Linked DNA regions of Delphinus delphis: region 1 is linked to region 2. Evidence: chromatin contacts called from public Hi-C data. All regions are on one chromosome and are shown on one strand. Each heading gives the region's core, a stretch centred on a gene start, on an enhancer-like site or on the middle of the called end of the contact. The rest is flanking DNA. Distances are from core to core; before and after follow the strand shown.

Region 1 (4,535 bases), core at 1,289-3,788, 150 kb after region 2:
TGTTACGGTGCTACCTTTAGATGGTGGAAAGACATCACTGTCGTAACGTCTGGCCTCCCATATTTTGACATCAGCAGCTGGACTAACGCTCCCTGCACGGATGGACTCCATGCGTGCAAGTATTCACTACCAAGTGGGTGGGTGGGAGGGCGTGTACAGACGCACGAGCCGCGTGGACCCTCTGGACAAACAGTAAGGCAAGCCCCCTCTTCCAAAAGGGCGGGGGTCAGTCGTGGTGCTGTGTGTATAACCAGCCAGCCCGCAGGGCCCAGGCTGGTGTGGCCTGCCAGGGGCGCTCCCAAATTCAACCAGAACTCTCGCTCTGCCACTCACCCCCGGTGGAGCATTCAATGCATCTGCACTTGAGCCCAGGCTTGGGCCATGGGGCAGTGCCCCTTCTTCACTGGGCAGTCAAGAAGGTGGGGCAGCCTGAGGCAACCCGCTGGGCCACCCGAACGCCCACAGCCCCCGGTTCCCCAGGAGAGGCAAAGGCAGATGCCTACTCTCCAGTCCCCAGGGGTCCTCACAGTGTCCACAGTGCAGAACTGCAAGATAAGGCCTGGTGAGGGCATTTCCTCCAGGGCTGTCCCTCTGGACGGACCCTCTGGAGTTGAATCTGGTCAGGCAGCTGCAAGCCGCCCGTGGCTACTGAGCACAGGGGATGTGGCCAGTGAGACTCAGGAACAGCATGTGATGTTAATCACTTAGAACCAAACTGCCACTGTGAAAGGGCAGCAGGAGGTACCCTTGCGTTCGAAGTGGTCTGTGTTGTGACCGTGCTGGGTCTCAGGAATGAGCACACGACAAAAGTGTGTGACCCAAAAACACCCCGTGAACAAGTCTGATGAGGTCCTGAATGCGACACTGTGATACAAGATGTTACCTTTGGGGAATTTGGGGAAGTCTCTGTATTCTTTTCCACAACTGCCTGTTAATCTGTGATGATCTCAAAATAAACAGTTAAAACGAAACACCACACGGGCTCAGTGGCTACTGCAGGCGACAATGAGCTCCACAAAGCCACCTTCCCACTGAGTTGAAGAAACGTCAATTATTTGGGGCTCCCACTCACGCCTGTCAGTTCTTCTCCCCCACGCAACTCACAGCGGGCACTTCTGATTCCGGGGTGTGGGCACTCTGGGGCTAAAAGCGGGGAGGAGTGCAGGGCGAGGGTCCCGGAATTAGCACACGGGGTAGTTAGAGATGAGGGGTTCCTAAAAAGACTGTCCAACAAGATGGTGATGAAATGCCGCAACTCACTGCAGTGGGGTTCCCGCAGAGAATCCCCCATCCTCGGAGGAAGCCCTGGAACTCCTACGCCAAAGCACCCCCCTTGCCCGGTAGGGGCAACCCAGGCAGGGGGCCGCCGGGTTCGTCTTCCCAGAGACCGGACCGGGTCACACACGCCCCGCGACCCAAGCGTGCGCAGAGTTGGAGGTCAGAGCCCACCCTCGGGTCCGGCCCCCTCCCACCAACCACTCAGTTGCCTCTGCCTTGCTTGACCGAGGCGGGGGGCGCGCAGAGAACGGGCGAGAGCCGGATCCCAGGCAGCGGTAAGCTGGGCCCCCTCCCTCCAGGACCCTGAACAACTGCAACTCCTCCTCCGCCGCGGGGTCCACCACTGAGACCCTCGCAGACAAAAGCGTCTGCCGCGAAGTAGCCGCCCCCGCAAAGGGCAGAAGCGCCAGATCCTATCAGCCAATTACCCAAACGCGCACAGCAACCCGCAAGTTCGGGCACGCTGGGGCCGGGGCGCGGGCAGCGGGAGGGGCCGCCGGCCCGGCGCGCCCGGGCAATCTGGGCCTGGGGCGCGCCGGGAGGCTGAGGGACTGGTACAGAGGGCCGGGCCGGGGACTGGGGGTCCGGTCCGGGGATCGGGGACCGGCTGCCCGTCTCCCCTCACCGATTCCGAGACTCCTCCGCAATGAAGGAGGCGGCGCGGCCAGGGCCCTCCCCTGGCCCGGGCCCCCGAGGCCCCTCCACGGCCCCGAATCCGAGCAGCCCCTGGGTCGCCCCGGAAATGTCGCCCCTCCACCGTGCGGCGCGCCGGGTCGCCGCCAGCTTGTGGAACAAAAGAGCCGCTCTCGCGAAGGGTCAGGCGGCCGCGCGGCCCTCCGAGCGCCGGGGCTCCAGCTGAACCCTATCGGGCTGCCGGGCTTTGTGCGCGCGCAGGGGCGGGAAGGATTGCGGGACCCCTGCACATCCCACGGACGGCGCCGCGTTCCAAAGTTGGCGCCGGCCCGTCTCGCGCCTCCCAGTCCCCTTCGGGGTGCCCATTCATTCGCGGGGGTGGGGGGCGCAGACCGCCGGCCCCCGGCTCACCTTGCTCTTGACTTCCACCGCGCTGCAGTCGTAGAAGCGCAGGGTCTGAGACTTGTGGAAACTCCGGTTCATGGTTCCGGCCCCGCTTAGCCTCGTCTTCGCCCTCGCTCCTCGCTACGGGGGCTGCAGAAGGACCCTGGGTGCAATACCCACCGCCGCGGCCCCGACCCCGGCCCGCGCTCGCTCGGCCGCGGGGCAGCTCGAGTGCAGCGGCCCGAGCTGGGCTGGCCGCGCGCCTTGGGCACTCCAGGGGCCGCGCGCGGGAGGAGCAGGGGAAGCCGGCGCGCGCCGCCCCGAGAACCCGCCCCCCGAGCCCCTAGAACCTACGTCCCGCCCCGAGCCCAGAGTATCCGCCACCAATCCCCGCCCCGCGCCCAGAGCATCCGCCGCCAATCCCCGCCCCGTACCCAGAGAACCCGGCCCCACGCCCCGCCCCGCGCGCCGACGACCTGCCCCGCGTCGCCAGCACTCGTACCCCGAGGACACGCCCGGAGCTCGGAGGGCACGCCCTCACGAGCCCCAAGGGCCCACGTCCTGCTCCGCGCCCCGTGGATCAGTCGCCTGTTCCCGCCCCGCGTCCCGAGGACCAGTTCCCCGAGGACACGCCCCACGCCGAGAAAACCGGCTCACGTTCCCGAGGACCCGCCCCACGAGCCTCAAGGCCCAGACTCGCGCCCTGAGGATCCACCTCCCGAGTCTGGAGGACACGCCCCCTGCCCCCGAGGACTCACCCAACGCCCCGCCCAGGGCTCGCCAACCCGGCCCCCCGAACCCGCCGTCAATCCCCGCCCGGTGCCCCGAAGACCCTCCCCCAGCCCCGCCCCGCGGGCCCGCCCCCAAAGACGCCGCGACCGGGTAGGTGCGTGCTCCAGTCCGCAAAATCAAGAGCGGGGAAGAGACGCCGCGCTGACCCACGCGGGGCGCCTCATTCCCACCTCGGCGCCCACGCTTTTTCTCCCTTGCTCGCTCCCGCCAAGATTTTGTTTGCCTCCACCCGTCGGCCAGGGAAGGGGACTGATCTAGGGTGATCTTTAACGTTGTCTTGGATAATAGGGGAATCATCGGAGGCGTGACGCCCTTGGGTCCACGTGTCCGTAGGAGCTGCCAGGTGGTAGATGGTCTGGGCGAAGGTTCTGCCGGAGGCAAACTCCTAAGGCATAGTCTAGCATAGGCCGAAGTAAAGGGATAGGGAATGGTCAGAAGCATCGTATAGGCCTGTCTGATGAGAAGGAAGACTTCTGCCAAGGCTGGTAGAAAAAAGAACATGTTAGGAGAAAGAGGTCATCAGTTGTTAGCAATGACATGAGTACTTATTATCTAGAGAGATGGGGAAGTGGGGCTGCCAAAACCAACATCCTCGCTCTTGAGGAATTTGTAATGAAGTTAAGAACACAGGGCAAATAGGTGTTTCAAAATTATTATAAAGTATACGAGTTTACAATCCAATTTTAGTTTATTATATAACTTTTCTTAGTGTAAATTCATAGGAGGAAAAGGAAGAGGAAATACAAACATGCTAATTTAATTATTATACATACAGAAGGGTGTGTTAGTTAAATCTCTGGTTTTATATGTAATCAAGGACTTCCCTGGTAGCGCAGTGGTTAAGAACTCGCCTGCCAATGCAGGGGACACCGGTTCCATCCCTACTCCGGTAAGATCCCACATGCCGCGAAGCAACTAAGCCCATGCCCCACAACTACTGAGCCTGCGCTCTAGAGCCCGTGAGCCACAACTACTGAGCCCGCGTGCCACGACTACTGAAGCCTGTGCGCCTAGAGCCAGTGCTCCACGACAAGAGAAGCCACGGCAATGAGAAGCCTACGCACCGCAACGAAGAGTAGCCCCGGCTCGCTGCAACTAGAGAAAGCCCACGTGCAGCAACGAAGACCCAACGCAGCCAAAAATAAATAAATAAAAAATAAATTTCTAAAAGAAAAATTAAACTACGTTAAAAAAAATAAATGTAATCAAGAACAAATTTAGAAAACAATATAACCCCTCAAATTTTCAGAACAGTTTATGTATATATACATATATATATATAGAGAGAGAGAGAGAGAGAGAGGGGTGTGAAACGAATGCAAACACGTTGTGAAATACTTATTAAATTCTATAGACAGAAAAAATAACACAGTAAATAGGAACTGTGAGTATATATATATATATATATATATACATCTGTCATGCCTATAAATGTGAGTGAGATAAAA
Region 2 (4,434 bases), core at 947-3,446:
GTGTCTCTTAACTGAATGTCTGCCAGACTTCTGTGAATTACACTTTCCCCTTTGGTTATTAACAAGTATTTTGTGGGGAGATGCTTGGAAACCATGTAAAATATCCCATTCCTCACTAAACTTTCAATTTATTAAATTGTTTATGTTACCATGGACTTAAGTTTACATTCTAGTGGGTTATATTTTGGTTACTATTTCTGAATACCAAACCACCCCAAAACTTTGTAGAATGAAACATTTTATTAAAAAAACTCAGTAATTCTTCGGGTCAGGAGTTCAGGTGGGAGCAGGGAAGCTGGCTTGTTTATATTCCACAATGTCTGGGGCCTCATCTGGAAAGACTCAAAGGCTCAGGGTGACTGGACAGCTGCAGGCTCTAGAGCATCTTCACTCTTGTGTCTGCTAGTTGATGTGGAGCCTCTCCATGTGGGCTAGTTGAACTTCTTACAGTAAGGAGTCTAGATTCCAAGAGTAATGGTACCCAGAGGGCAGGCAAAAGCATGTGGCATTTTTATGGTCTACCTTTGGAATTCACATGGCATTACTTCTGCCACACTTTATTGGTTGAGGTTGCCGGAAAGTTCTGCCCAGGTTCTAAGGGTGGGAGCATAGATGCCCCTACTTTTTGGGAGGAGTGTCAAGGACATATTTTAAGGAAAGCATGTGGGATGGGAGATCCTGTTACGCTATCTTTGGAAAATTCAGTGCCACAGATTAATCTGTTATTGTCATTACTTATTTGGTACCCACATTGTCCCACATTTGGCTGGCGGGAACTTCTTCAAGCGCTTGACTTCTTTTGAGTCCTTTTGACATGTCTCACCATTCTTTGAGCAACTTCGTTATTTTCTGGCATAAGACATTCTAGGCTCATCTTGTCCTTTATGTGCTCCAGCCCTAGAATCAGCCGTTTTTTCCAAGGAGCCCTGTTTCCTTTTAATGGAAAGTGGTATTTAGAAAGTAAGATTTGAGGGACTTCCCAGGTGGCACAGTGGTTAAGAATCTGCCTGCCAATGCAGGGGACACGGGTTCGAGCCCTGGTCTGGGAAGATCCCACATGCTGTGGAGCAACTAAGCCCATGAGCCACAACTACTGAGCCTGCGCTCTAGAGCCTGTGAGCCACAACAACTGAGCCCGTGTGCCACAACTACTGAGCCCATGCCCTGCAACAAGAGAAGTCGCCGCAATGAGAAGCCCCCATACTGCAATGAAGACTAGCCTCTTCTGTCCGCAACTAGAGAAAGCCTGGGCGCAGCAACAAAGACCCCACGCAGCCAAAAATAAGTAAATAAATAAAATTAAAAAAGAAAAGAAAAGTAAGATTTGGGCCCAAGGAGTGCTCACTGCTACTGGGGTGTGTAACTGCTTCCAGGCTCTCGCAGTGGACAGAGCTATACAATATACACAGACACATTAACAAATGTATTTATTTTTAATCTATGTATGTGTTAAAAATAATGAGGTCACAGCTATACCTCTTATCATGGTCAAGTACCACAGGATTTATTTTAATTTTATGCTTTTTCAGGTATTTTAAAAACAGCTTTATGGAGATGTAATTTACATACCATACACTTCACCTTTTTTTAAAAAAATTATTTATTTATTTATTTGGCTCTGCCGGGTCTTAGTCGCGGCACGTGGGATCTTCACTGAGGCACACGGGATCTTTAGTTGCGGCATGCAGGATCTAGTTCCCTGACCAGGGGTCGAACCCAGGCTCCCGGCATTGGGAGCGTGGAGTCTTAACCACTGGACCACCAGGGAAGTCCCCAGTTCACCTATTTAAAGTGTACTTACTAAGTGGCTTTTAGTAGGTTCACAGAGTTGTGCATACATCACCACAGTCGATTTTAGAATATTGTCATTATTCCAAAAGGAAACCCTGTTCCCCTTAGCCATCACCTTCCAGTCCACCTCAGCCTTAAGCAACCAGTATTCTCCTTTCTGTCTCTATAGATTTGTCTGTTCTGGATACTTCATATACATTGAATCGTATAATATGTGGTCCTTGGTGTCTGGCTCCTTTCACATAGCATAATGTTCCCTCACACAGGATCTTTGTTGAGGCATGTGGGAGCTTTCGTTGAGGCACCAGGGCTTCTCTTTAGTTGTGGCTCATGGGCTCAGTAGTTGTGGCCCACGGGCTTAGTTGCTCCACGGCTTATGGGATCTTCCCAGACCAGGGATTGAACCCATGTCCCCTGCATTGGCAGGCAGATTGTTAACCACTGCGCCACCAGGGAAGTCCCCTTAGCCTATTTTTAAGTTGGGTTTTTTATTTGCCTTTTAATTATTGTTATGTATTCTGGATATAAGTTTCTTATCAGAAATAAAATTTACAAATATTTTCTCCCATTTTGTGGATTCTCTTTGCTTTTTTGATGGTTTCCTTCAAAGCAGGTAGGTCTTTAATTTTGATGAAGTCCAACTTATCTATTTTTTCTCTTGTTGCTAGTGCTTTTTGGTGTCATATCTAAGAATCCATTGCCAAATCCAAGGTCACGAAGATTTATGCCTATGTTTTCTTCCGAGAGTTTTAAAATTTCACCATGTGCATGTATGATCCATTTGGAGTTAATTTTTGTATATGGTATAAGGGAAGAGTCCAACTTCATTCTTTTGTATGTGGAAATCTGATTGTCCCAGAGTAAAAATTACTCTGCTTTACCAGCCCTGTTTTAAAAAATTTTATGTGTGTATGTGTATATGTACTTATTACAGTTTTGTTTTCTTCCCTTTTAAGGAAAATTTCAAAAATGTTTCAAATTCCTGTGGAGAATCTTGACAACATCAGGAAGGTACGGAAAAAGGTGAAAAGCATTCTTATGGATATTGGGCTTGACAGCTGCAAGGAGTTGCTGAAGGTAAGAAGACATAAGTAACAGATTAAGAGAAGACAGTAATATTGGAGATACTGGGGGTGGTGAGATTTGAACTGGGAGGTTTTGGAGAATGGGTAAGATGCCTCAAGATGGAAATTGCCGACTCTTGAAATGAGGCGTGGGAATAGCATTCGTTTTTATTCATGTCTTTGACTTAAAGTGGGCTACTTTAGGCTCTTCCAGTTTTTAACGTTACGTTTAGGAGAGACTGTTTATAGTCATTAGTTGCAACATATTTTTGTTTTTGATCTTTGAGGGGAGTGTCTTGAATTACATAAATTATTTTATCAGAAGAAAACTAACTCAATTTTGTTAGAGTGATCGTCAAATGGGGATGCATTCTTTTATGATAGGGTTGTTTGTTTTCTTTTTCTGATTTGTGAATTTAATACTTCAGTCTTACAAAAGTTTAAAAATTCAGGTCACAGTCACACACTTTATTGATAAATTATGGTCTCATATAATTTTATCTTTTCTTATAACTGGAGAATATATGGCTGGCATAAAGAAATAAAAATTGTTAAATAAAGCTTGCTTTGTAGCTTTATAGCCACTTATAATTCTATGCATGTTTAATTCATAGCTATTGAAATAGGGACCGTGTCTGCTTTGAATTTTTCAGACTTGTGAAGAATTCGATTCAAGGTGTTATTGGCCTGGGAAGAGTTCAGTTTCTTAATTTTCAAATCTCAGACTTTGAACCAGATTGACTTTTATTTATAAAAAGGTGTTCAGGTGTTCTGATGCTGAAAGACCAATACGTAACCAGGATTCTCATTAATGGTCAGAATTGATTTTTGCTCTAAAGTAAAATTTCTCAAAGGTAGACCTCAAATAGTTATCTTCAAACATTACCACCCCAGAGAGATCTTCCCCCTAAAATGCTGCCCTTTTCACTTTGTTATCTTACCTGTTCTTTCTTCAGAGCTCCTGCAATACCTGATGTTATTTGTTTATCTGTATCCCTCACTTGAATGTAAGAAGGCATGGACCACATTGTTTTGTTATCCACTCTATTACCTGTACATGCTTAACATATATATTTTTTTTAACAAATATTTTTCGAGTGAATGAATGAAAGTAAAACCCAAGTAGAGAAGTACTTTCAATAACAGACTGTGCCTGAAAGTTTATTTGGAAATAAAAGGTCGGAGGAGATACTGAATTGGAAGCTCTTAGACACTGTTGTTCAAGAACAGTCTTAAAGTGAGAGCATGGTCATTGTTCCTGCAGCTCTGTCTGTAAGTCATATTTTATGCATGAGGAAGAAGGCAGGATAATCTTTTGGAGACAGGTTTGAGAAGGTAGATAGTGGACACATAGTCCATTAATAATAGATAAGTATGTGAGTTTAAGTAATATTTGCAGAGAATATAAAAATAACAAGCTAAGAGCACAATATATATAGACTGAGGAAATTTCAAATGATAATGTATGAGAAAATTTTTGGAATGGTGCCTGGCACACAGTGGATGCTCAAAAAATGTGCCCTGAAGGTATAGCAGTGCCTTCAGTAACAGACTGAAACTCTCTTTGGAATATTTGGGG

Evidence for each region. Hi-C and Micro-C count contacts between places; a contact is called where the count stands out from the background.
Region 1: a Hi-C map of muscle shows a contact between it and region 2, with 2.8 times the contacts expected there. The contact joins the promoter of PARD6G here to the promoter of ADNP2 in region 2. A contact is called at or near these places in 2 of 3 Hi-C or Micro-C datasets (lung and muscle).

Annotation. Positions count from the first base shown.
Region 1 is chr13:89,006,729-89,011,263 of mDelDel1.2, forward strand. It overlaps PARD6G (par-6 family cell polarity regulator gamma), which reads right to left and starts at 2,539. Exons shown (of 3, transcript XM_060029286.1): 1 at 2,323-2,539. The coding sequence starts at 2,394.
Region 2 is chr13:88,852,669-88,857,102 of mDelDel1.2, forward strand. ADNP2 (ADNP homeobox 2) reads left to right here and starts at 2,197. Exons shown (of 6, transcript XR_011246703.1): 1 at 2,197-2,868.